Linked DNA regions of Zea mays: all the other regions are linked to region 1. Evidence: chromatin contacts called from public Hi-C data. All regions are on one chromosome and are shown on one strand. The core of a region is the stretch at or near the end of the contact, and the rest is flanking DNA. Distances in the headings are between cores, read along the strand shown.

What was found. A called contact is a pair of places that touch in the nucleus more often than the background predicts.
Region 2: a contact with region 1 is called in a Hi-C map of leaf, with 7 times the contacts expected there. The contact joins the enhancer-like site here to the promoter of LOC100277619 in region 1. A contact is called at or near these places in 5 of 25 Hi-C or Micro-C datasets (bundle sheath, ear, leaf and 1 more) and 1 of 3 datasets of contacts at active chromatin or transcription factors (leaf).
Region 3: a Hi-C map of endosperm shows a contact between it and region 1, with 4 times the contacts expected there. The contact joins the promoter of LOC100276863 here to the promoter of LOC100277619 in region 1. A contact is called at or near these places in 2 of 25 Hi-C or Micro-C datasets (endosperm and tassel).

What each region holds. Positions count from the first base shown.
Region 1 is chr7:30,369,312-30,372,239 of Zm-B73-REFERENCE-NAM-5.0, reverse strand. It overlaps LOC100277619, which reads left to right and starts at 1,649. Exons shown (of 2, transcript NM_001151131.1): 1 at 1,649-2,792. The coding sequence starts at 1,677.
Region 2 is chr7:30,514,182-30,517,197 of Zm-B73-REFERENCE-NAM-5.0, reverse strand. It overlaps LOC100384384, which reads right to left. Exons shown (of 10, transcript XM_008653549.4): 5 at 2,875-3,016; 6 at 1,262-2,236; 7 at 1,079-1,174; 8 at 672-770; 9 at 1-101. Among protein-coding and RNA genes, the nearest start is that of LOC100191366, 14 kb to the left of the region's middle. Within about 2 kb of position 1,552, at least 5 of the 20 cell types and tissues checked have an H3K27ac peak or open chromatin away from gene starts, as enhancers often do. A contact at or near this core is called in bundle sheath and leaf, where this site is marked.
Region 3 is chr7:30,142,206-30,144,905 of Zm-B73-REFERENCE-NAM-5.0, reverse strand. LOC100276863 reads left to right here and starts at 1,374. Exons shown (of 1, transcript NM_001150567.2): 1 at 1,374-2,700. The coding sequence starts at 1,482. The coding sequence ends at 2,393.

The sequences.
Region 1 (2,928 bases), core at 400-2,899:
CTTCGGTTCCTCTTTGCTCCTTCCTTTTGAACCCTGTCTTGTTCTTTTTATTGGTTTTGAGTTGAATCTTTGGCACCTGTAGAACATGTAATCTAGAGCAAACTAATTAGTCCAATTGTTTGTGTTGGACATTCAACCACCAAAATCATTTAGGAAGAGGTTTAAAGCCTATTTCCCTTTCAGGAGGTTTTCGTCGAGGGAGGCCTGTGAGTGTAGGAGCGACGACGCGTCGCCGCTCCCCACGACGCCCTGCGAGATCCGAGAGATCCTTGTTGTAGGCGCGGGGGTCGAGGAGGAGGCGAGGGTGAAGGTGAGGGGGCGTCTATCGTGACGAGGCAGGGTGCCGGGCAACGCGTGGGGGCTGGGTAGGCAAGCAACGCACGACATCTATCGCGGCGAGGCAGGGGGTCGTCCAACACGCGGGCGTGGTTGACGGGGGCTGGGGCGAGGGTGGTAGTGAGGATCGCGGGAGCGGGGTCAGAGGGTGTCGGAGGCGGAGCCATGGTGCACAGGTGTAGACGTCTACGCTGTAATCTTATAGAGTAGTAGAGATTCGATCGTCGTCCTCATTTCACTTTTAACACTGTCCATGTAAGGCTTGATCTAATTTAAAGTTTCCCCTTTGTCACAAATACATCTCCCTCCATTCACAAAAAATGACGTTTAACTTTTTTAATCATAACTTCGACCACTTGCCTTATTTAAAATTTTTACTAATTTTTACTGTAATTTGGTTTAGTATATAATATTTAGCCATAATAATTGATAATTGTTTACCACATAGTATGTTCAGGATTTTTTTAAATGCAATATAAAAGCGAAGCACACAAAAAAATCCCTATGGAATATAAACCAGCGTATCACAATTGTGTATGTCAACTTGCTCCCTATATATCTACAACCACCGCTTTTTATTGTGTAAACGCATCAAGTTAACTGTGTAACATAGACTCGTGCAAGGCGCGGGCAAATTACTAGTTTGGTTGCACACTCTGGACCAATAAGACCAACTCCATCGGATGGGCCACATATTTTCGGTTTAAACCGAACAAAAAACTAAAAACCGTAATTTAGTTTGTTTTCTGAAAAATAGTAACTGAAATTAATTCGGTTTGGTCAGTAAGGATTTTCCTGTTTTAGTTCTGATTTTTTCAGTTTCGGCTACCACATTACATGTCGGTCGGGCACAAGAGCCGGAGGTCAGGAATGGGAGCAGGGCGGCAGGCCACAGACCGGCGCGGGCGCACGTTGCACGCGCACTGGCGCAGGCACCGCGCAGTGCGGCGGCCGGGGCGAGAACAGTGCGGCTGCCGGATGGTGCTTGGTGGCGCCGTGGAGGCGTGTTGGCGGGCGGCGGCGTCCGAACCGGATGTCCCCTGGACGTAGAGGGGAGCGGAGTTCAGGTGGAGAATGGAGGCTTGCGTAGTTGCATTGGAAGCTAGAAGTCTGATGGCTTCGGCTGGAGCTGGACTGAGAGAGGTGAGGTTCGGTGAGAGACTTGCGGAGCAGGCTGCTGGACTGTGGGCTAAAAATATTAGAATGGGGTCGAAAGATTTTTGGGCCACACCCTGGACCATGGCCATGGGCCTAATTCTAGCCTAGAGCGTCATGTCAAAACTATTTATATAGCGCTGCCGCCGCCCACCGCAACGATACCCAAAATCCTACGCAGAGACATGAGTGGCGGCGGCGGCGGCGGCGGGGAGGACCGGATCAGCATCCTCCCGGACGGCGTTATCGGCGAGATCGTCACCCGCCTTCCCACCGCCGATGCCGTCCGCGTTCAGGTCCTCTCTCGCCGTTGGCGGCACATATGGATCTCCTGTCCGTTGAACCTCGATCTCGGTTCCCCAAACTACTACACCGACTACAAGCGCGTCGTGTCCGGAATCCTCGCGGCCCACCCTGGCCCCTGCCGCCGCCTCAAAGTTGACTGGCCGTACGACGACGGCGAGTCGTACAACCACTGGCTCCAGTCTCCCGCCTTGGTCGGTCTTCAGGAGCTCGGGATCGAGCCAGAGTACTCTTCCTTGTGGCTAGACAAGAAAACACTGCCGCGGGGAGACAACACGAGAGCACTGCCAGAGCGGGCATTATTCCAGTTCGCTCCCACGCTGCGCCTCCTAAGGATTGGCTACCATACCTTCCCCTCTGTCGGTGCCGTGGCGGCGCTCCGGTTGCCACACCTCGAGCTCATCTCGTTCTGCTGCGTGGACATCTCGGAAGCCACGCTCCACTGGATGCTCGCCGCCTGCCCTGTGCTCAGAACCCTCGTCCTCGACGGCTGCACAGGCTTCGCCACAGTCCGGATCAACTCACCCACCATTACAAGCTTTGCCATCTCACCTGCGGATTCATCCATAACGAACGACTACGACCCGTACTTCTTGGACTACGACTACGAAAATCCGACGGTGAGGGTGACGACGTGGCAAGTCATCATCGAGGATGCCCCTCTCCTAGAGAAGCTGGTCCTCTGCCGCCGCTCGGCTGCTGTTGAATCTTTCCAGCTACTAGTGGTCAGCGCTCCAAGAATAAGGGTCCTGGGATCCCTGTCCTTCAGCATCCCCAAGTTGGAGATTGGTGGCACCGTCTTTCAACCCACCGTGCGCCGTGTCAACCGTGTGGGGCCTGACGATGTTATCATGGAGAAGCGCTTGCTGATGCAGGCCGTCATGCTGGCGACGACTCTGCGAACCGTCAAGATTTTGGCGCTGGAAGATGCAGATTCCATCGACGTCGTCAGCGACTACTTGAAGTGTTTTCCATGCTTGGAAAAGCTATACATCTCGGTTAGCTCTTTCTCAACTTCAATTTTCGTTTCATCACAGGCTTATGTACATGCTCCATGGTTGCTGCTAAATCTTTGCAGTTTCTGTTGCATTTGGCTTAATCACTCTTGCCTAACTAAAAGTTACCAGTTTCTCA
Region 2 (3,016 bases), core at 303-2,802, 150 kb before region 1:
TTGTAGTCCCACGTGCTGTTGCTGATCATCAGGCCGTCGCTGTTCGTGGTGTACTCTTCGTATACGAAGAAACCGATTCCCTGTACAAACGAGCCTTCGATCTGCAACATAGATTCCATGGATAAGGCACTAGCTATGTTGCGAAACCCGTGCCAGTATTTAGCTGTACTCATTTTGTTCAAGAGACCGGTATGGAGCACAACAAGGCAGAGTAAGCTCTTGACAAGAGATACATTGTTTGCAAACGTCGCCAAGACTGAATGTTGCAAAATATGAAAGCATACAGTCATTTTGTATCAGGTGATCGTTTTTTTAAGGGGCTTGTGTTGTAAGGGTCTATTATTTCTCTTTAAACATATGCAGTTCGAGGACAAAAAAAGAAACATGCAGCATTTCAAAAGTATACCTGCAATGGATTGAATGTTTGCAGATATAAAATTAAACTCCCAGCAGTCAACCCATTTTCATTTGAAAATGCCACCCAACAAGTTAACTCTCTAATACAGATCAAACAATTAACAGAAAAATGCGCTTCATATTTCTCATGTACTCAAATTATATTACCCTCATCCAGTCCAAAACCATGGTATATACTCTATAAATCAATGAACGAACTACATTCAGAATTAAAATTGGTTAAGGCATGAAGCATAAAAGGATCGACAGCAAACCTGTCCTAAGTCCACTGCAGGGTTCAAGCTCTTCCCACAGTCGTACACAAGATCGCCCCTTATTATAGTGATTGCTCCCGTAAGAAGATCAATCTCCACCTGCACGATTTCGAATAGAAATAGCAATCCGCCTATAAGACATCCAAACATGACTTAGGGGGTGTTTGGTTTCTAGGGACTAATGTTTAGTCCCTTCATTTTGTTCCATTTTAGTATATAAATTGACAAATATAGAAACTAAAATAAAGTTTTAGTTTCTATATTTGATAATTTTGTAACTAAAGTGGAATAAAATGTAGGGACTAAAAATTAGTCCCTAGAAACCAAACACCCCCTTAGCTGCCCCGGCCTGTTGTAATCAAACGGCCTGTTGTAATCAAACTAGTCTTGAGGATTTCGACGCACACCTCGCTTATACCAGCTCCGTAGTTAAGGTACTTGTTAGAAGCTTGACCAGGTACCCAGTACGCACTCGCGGACAAATCGACATCGTCTTCATAGGCCTGCATCATGGAAACACCACAGGACATTTTTCTGATCGCTGGAAATAGCAAGCGATGAGAACGAACTAGAGAGGAGGATAAGCTTGCCTGCGAAACCAAGGTATCCCACGAGACATTCTCTGATCGCTGCTGCAGCCTGTCCAAGACTAGCTTTAACCTATCGTACAGCGTATTGCATGCCTGGAGGGTCGCTGCGCAGCTAGATTCAGAAGCGGTGCTGCCAGCAGTGAGTCCACCTTGTACCAAGTTCAAGGTGTCAGCCTGTAGAACGCGCACTCTCCCAAGAAGACATTCGCCGCCGCCATCAGCATCGGGCCACAGTCTTCCCAGAGCGAAGGCGGTCATCTGCTGCACTTTGGTCCACAGACCTTGCCCGATTTCGATTCCTCCAACCTCCACCACTACGGAGCCGTCCTTGAGCACGGAAACCCTTCCTGGGGCCGCCCTTGGCTCCACTTTGAAAATGAGGGGCACGCAAGAGATGCCCCGTTTCCGCCACTTGCTGTTGCTGTTGAACTCCTTTATGGATTCGGCTCGATCCAGGTAGCTTGAAGTTGAGACCAGCCTATCAAAAATAGAATGCAACGTGTACGTAGAAGCTTCGCCCGCGCTGTCAGGGTAGAACGACTGAAGAGTACCGTAGGTGTGGAAATTCTTTTCCCTCACGCTGTTGGCATCCAGTGACAGGACAGACGCCACATGCTCGATTACAGCATCTGCGATTAGAGAGCCTTGTGTATCTCCAGGAGCACGCATTACGGATTTAGATGAGTTGTTCGTTCTGCAGAGCTTGATGTCAAATGACAGAGCGCCCCAGTTGTACTTCTTCACACTAGATATAATAGTGCCTGGTATTATGGGGCTCGCATCTGGAGATATCCCAGCGTTAATCAATAAATCTAGATGCAAGGCCGTAACGTTCCCATCGTTCTTGAATCCGACAGTATAATGAGCTTTCACTGGGTGCCTACCACCAACCATGACCATATCGGTGTTGCGATTAAGGTACATTCGAACAGGACGCCGTAACTTGTACGCACAAAGTGCAGCTGCCGTTGCAACCTGCACAAGCATTTACCATATGTAAGAAACAGATAGTGATGTATACTGGGTCTTTATGGTTTCATGATACTGTTAGCAGATTGTCATATGCAATCACCACAGAGATGGAAATACCAAATATGTCAACTTAAGTAGATTAAGTCTAAAATAGTTGCTAGAGGTCTTACAAAGGGTCTTTCTATTGCAAAGCCCAAATAAAAGTCATGGTTAGATGCATTTTCATGGTGGAAAAGCACATGGTTAGATGGATTTATTGTCCATTAGGCCTAAATGACTTTCCTCAGAAAACATGATTCCTACATAACCAAACATCATACTGCAAATTTCTCAAAATTTAAAGCCGTATCTATAAAAAACAGAATAACATTTTCTTTCTCATCTGTACTATAAATGTAAACTTTGGATGTCCTTTTTCAGTTTGCACTTCCAAGGACAGAGCTCTTAACTGAAGAATAATAAGGAATTAAAAAAATTGACACTAGTCCAGGTCTAAACATGGAAAGACCTCATCGCAAGTTAAAAAAAAGGTACAAAAGTACAATAAATTATACTCCAGGGTAAAGAATTCATATTAAAAATAATTAATTTTATGAAATGGAAGATTTTGGGTATTATGGTCTAGCTTTGTTTATTCTCACTTGGAATGATCTGAATGCCTTTCCACCGAAGCCTCCTCCAACCCTTCTTGTAATGACACGCACGTTGCTGAATGGAATACCTAAGCACCTTGCTATGACACTTTGTGCAAGTTCAGGGTACTGTGACGAACTGTAGACTACC
Region 3 (2,700 bases), core at 125-2,624, 230 kb after region 1:
AGTGTAGGAACATACCATAAAAAGTTTGGTTACCAAAATTAAAAAAATAAAAATGTACTTTGCCGAGTGCCAAAAAAAGGCACTCGGTAAAGAGGTCTTTGCCGAGTGTCATCTAACTGACACTCGGCAAAGAATCTTCTTTGCCGAGTGCCTGCCTTCGACCCTCAGCAAAGGTTAATACTTGTTGGGCTAGTTGGGCTAAAAATACCTTAATTTAGTTAATACTTGTTAGCTAATTAGCTAATAACTAGTATTTTCTTTGTTCAATATTGTTAGACGTGTTAGAGAAACTCTAAGAGACTTTTTATATTGTTCCTGATTGATATGAATAGAGAATTTTTGAAAAAACACATACCATCCAACAACTTATTTAAATGGTTATCTAAAATATAGTTATCTTCTAAAGTACAAACAACACATAGAAAAGTCGTTAGAGATTAAAAAGATATACAAAGTGGGTTTTTATACAAATAATTCTTTATTGATAATTTAGAGAGTGAACTTCAGAAAGACTCTGGTAGATGCTCTTAGAGCATCTCCAACAAAGAGCTCTAAAATAAAACCTTAAAATTAAAATAAAACCATATTTAAAGTGTTTAGGATATGGAAATAGATTTTTACTCTAGTAGTTAGACATTAAATAATGCAATTTAGAAAATAAATCATGTTATTAGAAAATAAATAATTGTAGATTATGAAGAAAGGATGATATGGCTTCAATATACTGGGTACTATATTTAGAACGGTCGTTTGATAAATTTTTATAAAAATAGGGCCATTGTTGGAGGATATTTTTTGGCCAGGAGCACTAAATTTTAAAATACAGCCTTCTTTAGTATCCCTTTTGGAGATGTTCTTAGTTTGTTTATTTTCGAGAGCGAATTTTTAGCTTTTTTTAATTTAAAAAAGGATTCAGTTTCGTTACTTTCTGTTTTCTTGGTCTCATGCCCCATGGAATAGGCGTAATTCTGAATGACATAATTTAACATCATTGGATTCGATCTATAGCAACTGCCTGTACTGTATTGAGCCGTCCTTATAGAAACCTATATTTGTGGCTTTCTTTTCCTTGGATCGGATATTTCGCAGCTATAAACTTATCAGTAAACAAAAGGCGATATAGTAAAAAAGAAAGGCGAAAATGACTTCCTACTCACGGCAACTGGACCGAGAGAAGCTCAGCACCATTGCACCAAAGAAGGCGATCGGTGCCCTGAAGTTTGGAACGAAAAAAAACTCTACCAAAACAAAAAAGAAAAAGTTGGAAGAAATGGATGGATTGGCTGGGGCCAGCCTGGCAGGCACACGCCTCGCCCCGCCCGAGCCCGTAGAGCGCGTGTATAAAGCGGCGCCACCCCGCCGCCGACTCGATCATTCGGGCCGTGCCCACTCGGTCACCCGTCACCCACCCACCCACCCACCGAGAGAGCGCCTAGCGAAGCAAGGCTTTCGTCGTTGAGCGAGCCGCGAGCGAGAGGGCGATGGATGCGGTGGGAGAGAAGAAGGGAGCGACGGCGGCATCGGACTCGGAGGCGGAGAAGGAGAAGATGATGGCGGAGCAGTTTGAGAAGGCAGTGGTGGTATCGGAGGCAGAGACTGGGAAGGAAAAGGCAGTGGCGCCCTCGGAGGCGGAGAATGAGAAGATGGTGGAGGTGCAGCAGGGAGACAAGGCAGTGGCGCCCTTGGATGCGGGGAATGTGAAGATGGTGGAGGGGCAGCAGGGGGGCAAGGGCAAGGCAGTGGCGCCCTCGGACTCGGAGCAGGGAGACAAGGCAGCGGCGGCCTCGGGTGCGGAGAATGTGCAGCCGCAGGAAGAGAATGCAGTGGCGGCCTCGGAGGCGGAGATAGGGGCGGCGGAAGCGAATGATGTGACCGGCGGGAGGCTTATCACCTTGAGGAGCTCGGACGGGGAGGTCCATCGCGTGTCGGAGGCGGCGGCACGGCTGTCGGGCCTTCTCCGTGGCATCATAGAAACCAACGTCACCGTCACAAAAGGAGTCATACTCCCTACCGTCGACGGGACCACCCTGGTCACGGTGCTGGAGTACTGCAACAAGCACGCCGAGGCCGAGGCCGCCGCCGGAGTCACCACCAGCGCAGTCGACAGAGCCGCGGCGTCCGAGGCCCTCGAGGCTTGGGACCGCGACTTACTCGACCGCCTTTCCGTTCGCGCGCTCTCCAACCTCTTCAACGCCTCCTCCTTCCTCAAAATTTATAGGCTCGCCGGCGCCATCGCCCTGAAGGTCGCCGCCGACCTCGCAAGGGCAATACCACCGGCAGAGAGCAGACCCAGGTCGCCTCCAAGTCCAACATCCGAGACGCCTTCAACGTCAACGCCGTCAACGTCGACGCCCTCACCCCGCAGGAACAGGAGCCGAAGGCCGCAGAGATGAGTCAGAAGTACAGCTGGGACTTCGATCCACGAGCCTGATAGCCTCACAGTTCGTTTCATGCTGCTCTAACCATCTCACCGCATCTGCCGGCCTAGCGGAAGGTTCCCCGTGTTCTACTTCCTCCCTTTCTTTTCATGCCCATCGTAGTCGTCGTAGAGGTTTGCTTCGTAGCAACTGTGTCTCGCGTCCGGGTTCTGATCTGCTCGATGCCCATCGTAGTCGTAGAGGGTTGATTCGTAGCAGTTGTCTCGCGTCTATAGGCTTCTCATAAGCTTGGTCGTCTAAGTACTCGCTTGGCATTTTCATT